Regions from separate parts of the Mus musculus genome. Here region 2 is linked to region 1. The links are chromatin contacts, called in public Micro-C maps. All regions are on one chromosome and are shown on one strand. The core of a region is the stretch at or near the end of the contact, and the rest is flanking DNA. Distances in the headings are between cores, read along the strand shown.

What was found. A called contact is a pair of places that touch in the nucleus more often than the background predicts.
Region 2: a Micro-C map of the G1E-ER4 cell line shows a contact between it and region 1, with 2.4 times the contacts expected there. The contact joins two enhancer-like sites. A contact is called at or near these places in 14 of 484 Hi-C or Micro-C datasets (the AML12 cell line, the G1E-ER4 cell line, the HPC-7 cell line and 8 more), 2 of 115 datasets of contacts at active chromatin or transcription factors (bone marrow-derived dendritic cells and trophoblast stem cells) and 1 of 9 other capture datasets (embryonic stem cells).

What each region holds. Positions count from the first base shown.
Region 1 is chr2:103,202,227-103,205,339 of GRCm38.p6, reverse strand. No RefSeq gene overlaps it. Among named protein-coding and RNA genes, the nearest start is that of Gm13869, 6.6 kb to the left of the region's middle. Within about 2 kb of position 1,834, at least 3 of the 459 cell types and tissues checked have an H3K27ac peak or open chromatin away from gene starts, as enhancers often do. A contact at or near this core is called in the G1E-ER4 cell line, where this site is marked.
Region 2 is chr2:103,346,251-103,349,485 of GRCm38.p6, reverse strand. The region is part of intron 1 of A930006I01Rik (RIKEN cDNA A930006I01 gene); the gene reads left to right. Among named protein-coding and RNA genes, the nearest start is that of A930006I01Rik, 25 kb to the left of the region's middle. Within about 2 kb of position 1,940, at least 34 of the 459 cell types and tissues checked have an H3K27ac peak or open chromatin away from gene starts, as enhancers often do. A contact at or near this core is called in the G1E-ER4 cell line, where this site is marked.

The sequences.
Region 1 (3,113 bases), core at 585-3,084:
AGACAGTCAAGGTGACTCCTGACCTTTTCCTCTTGTTGGCAGATGACTTAGTGCATCACAGTCAAATATTAACAGCGCACACAGAATCGGAAGGGAGGAGGAGAGGCAGCCGGTGTGATTCCTTTTTCACGGGAAAGCAAAGCTGTCTCACATGCTCTGCCTCACCTCTGCACAAGTCCAGTGATCTCTCAGAAGTCAATCATGCCATTTGCTTACCACGGGTTACACAGACAATATCAACATTTAGCTGTGTGCACAAAACTCCAAGTCATGCTTTGGGAGATGGAAGGCAGTGGGTAGATCCTGGGTAAACAAGCAGTGTCTACTGTAGAGTCACATTTCCTCATACAAAGACCAACAAAACAAGAATTAATTCCTGCTCAATAGCATCAACTCTAGCTTGGAGAGCAACATGACCTACTTTGAAAAATAATCACGGTGCAATAAGACACGCAGGAGTAAGGTACTTAATTTTCCTGGGATGACCAGAGAAAGTCCTAGGAGAAAACTGGTCCCACTCTAAAAGAAAAGAAGGTCAGGAGACCTGAAGGGAAAAAAAATGTCATGTTGTTCTGATAGGATGTCTGCATGTGCCATGCAGGATAGGTGGAAGGTAGAGATGCTGAGAAATGATACAAGCCTCATAGGGACAGACCTGCCGGCTCTACAGCTCTGTGGACCACAGCACTGGAAGAATGGTGGATAGCTACTACTTACCTTTGTCTACCTTGAGGCTTTGCATCGTTATGTTTTGTTTTGCTTTGTTTGAAAAATGCCCCTTTATATTCTACAAGACTTCCAGTCACATGGCCTGATTCTCTATTGCCTGAGCATTGATCCATAACACAAGAAGAGCCAGTCCAAATCCTTTATGGAACTGATACGGGTGCTGAAGGTGAGGCTCTGTTCCATTAAATCAATGGGGCTAACAAGAGTTATGCTTTTCTTTTTTTTTTCTTTTTTTTTATTAGGTATTTTCCTCGTTTACATTTTCAATGCTATCCCAAAAGTCCGCCATACCCACCCCCCCCAATCCCCTACCCACCCACTCCCCCTTTTTGGCCCTGGGGTTCCCCTGTACTGGGGCATATAAAGTTTGCAAGTCCAATGGGCCTCTCTTTGCAGTGATGGCCGACTAGGCCATCTTTTGATACATATGCAGCTAGAGTAAGAGTTATGCTTTTCTTCTTCAGAGAAAAGAGGTTAAAAAATGGGAAGAGGTAGAGCCAGGGTGTGGTACTCTTGCTGGAGCATCTGCCTCATGTGCTGGGTTCAGTTCCCAGTGCCTCATTAGCTGGCTGTGGTGGTACACTCACAGAATCTGACACCCAGAAGGTGGATCAGAATGATCAAAGCTCATGCTTATCCTAGGCGTCATCCACAATGAATGCAAGGCTAGTCTGAGCTACATGAGACCTTGTCTTGTTAGTAAATAAAAGGGGGCAAAGGGAGGACTTATGACATAACTCTAAAACCTGAATTTAATTCACGCCAAACCATCACTACTCCGTGAGTTGCTTAAGCTGGTTACATTTCCTTCTTAAGTGTGGCTTGAGTTAGGTAACTGTCCCTTGCAGGGTCTTTAGAAACAGGAAAACCCACCTGAAACTCTCACAGTGGTCCAGCCTGAACCTTCTCTGTTCTGCCTCCCTTAGCTGCTGGAAGAGAAGAGACAAGTTTTCCATGGCTGTCTCCCCCGCCCCATGTGCTGTCTGAAAGAGGCTCTGGTTCTCACCCAGCTGGCTGGATGGCACCCACTTCCTGTCCTGTGAATGTGGGCTACCTTCCCGGGGCTGTTATCTGACTCCACTATCAGCCAGCAGGTTTCTAGGAAAGCAGTGTTCTACAAGAGCAAATGGCTGTGGTCAGAGCTAATGGTAACTCCAGCAGCCATGAACACAATGGGGCCCTGGACATCATTCATGACTTTTGGTGTTCAGGAGTCGGACATGAGCTGCCACAAACAAGATAACGTATACTTCTAACAAGTTTTCAGAGGCTCCAGGGCTGACTTCAGTTTAGTTCAACTAGCTTTTAAGTACTTCCTATACCTCCAACCTAGTCACACACTAGCTGTGTGAGCCCGGGAAAGTAGCCTCAGCTCTCTAAACTTCTATTTCTTCACTGCTAAAAGGCCATTTGCAATCATATATGGAGTGCTTGCTGTGCATCAGATGTATTAAGCTCTGTGTCAGGGCTGCCTCCATCTAACAGGAAGTAACCTATGTGCACATTTTCAGTACAGGACTGACACACTGTGACATTTCCATCTGAGAACTCATTGCTACCTGTGTTGCTATAGAGACCACCAGCCTCATTTCAGTCTTTTAATGGACAAGGAAACAGACACTCAGAAGAACTTAAAGCCACCTAGCACAATCCTTGGCCAAGGAAAAAGCCCGGAGCCATACATTCCCTAAATCTAGGCACATGCACAGAAGCAACAAAGATTACAGAGGGCTGAGAAATGTTTTGACCAATGAAACCAAAATTCTAATTTAAAGAAGCGTGAAAATGAAAATGACCTAAGAAGAGATACTCCCTGCGTTTTACTGAGCAACATCAGATCGCAATGGTCATTGTCAGTTTCGTGTCTATCCATAAGTTAAAAGTGGCAGATCTGGCACCAGCAAGGCTCTTTAAGAGATATGAGAAGTGCATTCTGATGTCTGTGGAAGAGAAAGCAATGGTAGCTAAGTCAACTGCAGAACGTGAGATGGGCTACATCTCACCTGGAGAAGACTAGTACAAGGTGATAATACTAATACTAATACTAATACTAATACTAATACTAATACTAATACCAATACCAATACCAATACCAATACCAATACCAACACCAACACCAACACCAACACCAACACCAACACCAACACCAACACCAACACCAACACCAACACCAACACTAATACCAATACTAATACTAACACTAATACCAATACTAATAACAATATCCACCCAGCTTGGTATAGGTAAGATAGACCAATATCACCATGGATAGCTGGATCCCAAAACACCTACAGAGAATAGGCTTATAAACTTGATCAAGGGAGGACATTTGTGAAGTCTAATACGTGGCAGAGGAAGGCATTACAACGTCATGACAAAAAGGC
Region 2 (3,235 bases), core at 691-3,190, 140 kb before region 1:
AATCCATGTTTTTAGTCCCTGAAATTTCTAGTGAGAGAAGGTGGCAGTCTGGATGGTAGGGTAACATAGTAGGTGGCCCAGATCACAGAGCAGGACAGGAGCCTCTTGCAAGGTCTGAGCAAGGGTGTGTTTTGCTCTGAGTTACATCTTCCAAATATGGCTCTAGCTGCCATACGGGAGACCAGGTCAGAGGCTATTGGAATCGTCTGCAGGAGGGTAGCTGGGAAGAAGCATATTCTAAATTTGCTACGGAGGCAGGCAAGCTTCTCAGAGGCTGGCCTTGGGTGGGATGGAAGAACTCAGGGATGAATCCAGTGTAGTGATTTGGAGTATGGGAGGAAGAGGGTAGAATTACCATTTACTGGGATGGGAAAACTTGTGAACCAGTTGGTCAGTCATGAGTTTGGGTGTGGACATGCCAACTGTCACGTTGCAGATGCTCAGGAGAAGCCGTTGTGAGCGTGGTGTATAGGGGGAGAGGTGGGCTGTGGGTCTCCATTTGGGAATCATCAGCCTAGAGATGGTACTTAGACGCTGAATTGTTTCTTCACAGAGGGAGGGTGGATGCAGAAGAGTAGAGCATGAGAGTACAGGTTTCAGGTCATGATGTTCAGAGGGTGGGGCATCAGGAGGACAGCTGGTATTTATAAACACTAGAACGAGAATATGAGAATCGATATCAGGACATTTACCAAAGCACTATCTGGTAGGGGGTGACAGAACAAGTCCACAGAAAGCTCTCCCAACGGTACAACAGATCCAGGCTGGTGGCCCCATCACCGCCAAGCAAGGGTGATGCTGTGCCCTGCTGTGCTGCTCTCTCAAAAAATGTGAGCGTTGTCTCTAAGCCAATTGTAAATGATGGCCAGGGTCATAGGGTTTTCTAACATGCTGGGCAGTCAGGCAAACAGCTGTAGGAGTGGTTGCAGGGAGACTGGGGGGCTGTAGGTGACAGGCAGGGATAACTCGGGGTGACAGACTCTCTAGCTGCTCCCCAGAAGCCATAGTTATGGGAGAAGCCATAGTTTCCTCAGAAGCACTTGGCACGTTGTCCGGACAGCAAGAGAAGCCAGTGCTGCCATTGATAGCTGTGTGACTTCAGGAAAATTGCTCAATGTCTCCCAAGCTCTATTTCCTCGTCGCTCATGACTAATAATTCCGTCCATGGGGGTATTTGTAAAGATTAAAGAATGTTAAGTACATTAATGCGTGTAGTGAACTGCAAAGCTATATGCAAATACAAGCGTTGGAACTAAGGAGGTCTGTGATTCCTGGCTCCATTTACACAAGAATGGATTGTCACACTTTGCATAAGTGATGGGTTTTCCTTTCTGAAGTTACTTCTTTGAGATCCCTAATCCTTACCATTGGGAGAAAGACTGGGGTTAGGAGAGAGGAGAAGGGTAACACAGGAGGTGAATGACCAAAGCACATTAATACATGTTTGAAAACATCTTAATGACACCCATTATTTTGTACAATGAGTTAGGCTGGTGGGGGGGAGACAAAATCGATATTTTAGAGAAAAAAAAAAGCTTCACAAACTGAAAGTGTCTTCCATTATTTGCTTTAGAGTTAAAGCATGAGCCACCATCCTTGGACTGGGAACACAAGAAAGACATTTCACTTCCCCCATCAATGATTTCTCTCTCCCTCCGGTTCCTTATCTGCCTCCTCCTTATCTCAGAAAAGCCTTTAGCCGGTTGCCAGGAGAGATGGCTGATCTTTCTCTTCTGCCTCCCGCAATGCTGATAAAAAGCAGGAGGGGGCACAAGGGATGGAAACAATTCTGGTCCTGCCAGCCTCAGTCCAAGGAGCATTTTAGGCCAGGGGATGGGGTTCCCCTGCTGGGGGCGGGGAGATCAGTAGGTCTGTGTGTTCCAGTCTCGACAGTCCAAAACCCTCTCTTGACATTGGGAAAGTCAGTGAGTTGGATTCAAGCTTTAGGGACTCTTTGGCTGCAGTCTGGTTACTTCTGCATGCAGCCACTAGATGGCAATGTCTTCCTAACCCTAAAGCAAGGTTTTGCTTTGGAAAAATGCCAAGTTTTAACACAGACAAACCACACACACACACACACACAGACACACAGACACACAGACACACAGACACACACAGACACACACACACACACACACACAGACACACAGACACACAGACACACACACACACACACACACACAGAGACACACACACACACACACACACACACACACACACACACACTTGTTCTCCCCTAAAGTGCAAAATAATATCCATATCAATAGGGAAGCAAAGAACGTTCTTTCTGAAAACTCTGGGTAAGTTAGTGATGCAGACAGACAGGGCACCTGCTGGAAGGAGGCATATTTGTGAGGACTGAGGTCTTCATTGAAGATGTCTTCAGTGGCTGCAGACAGTGTCATCAGGGAGCTATGGGAACTGTTGGGTATTAGGAAGCTGCAGAGGTCATGGAGATGTGCCCTAGATGGAAGGTTTGTGTGAAGAACCCTGCAAAACTCTGGCCCATGCCAAGTGCCGCCTGGCCTTGCAGAAGTTGGCCTTGCAGACACATGCCCAGGGCTGGCTGTTAAGACTGTCCTGGCAGAATCAAGGACCTCCTTTGCAGGCAAGGAATTCAGAGAGAGACAGTGCGATGGGAGCCTTCTCTTGTAGATGGGGAAACTGAGGTCAGAGCAAGGAAGGTCTCTGGAGTCTGTCTTCTTGCTAAGTTTCTTTGCATGTAAACAGCCCAATTGACTTTAAATGGCTTTTCCCAATGTCTCATGCTCTTTGATGAGCTAGCATAGCTTCTTAAGCTTCCTGGCTCCAGCTTGCCAAGCGCCAGTGTCTATGCAAACCCGGGCATGCTGCAGTGGTTGAGGTTCCAATAGCAGATGAATATGTTCAAAGCCATCCAGCAGCCAAGTGATCCGGTAGAGGAGAAAAGTCATTCCAAGTAATCGCTTATTAACTCGCCAAGCAATCTCACATCTCACCGTAGATGCTTTGCAGCTAATAATGATAATAATAAGTACTTATTTAGTGCTTCTTGTAGATCAGTCTCCATTTTAATCAGTTAGTATCATAGAGCCACATTATTCCAACAACACCATGAAATAGATCCTACTGCCATTTTTTTGAGTCAGGAGCTGTCTGTCTATACAGCTCAGGCTGTCCTGGAACACAGGAGAAATGCCCCCCCCCCCCCCCGCCTCAGTTTCCACAGTGCTTGGATTACCGATATCTGCTGACA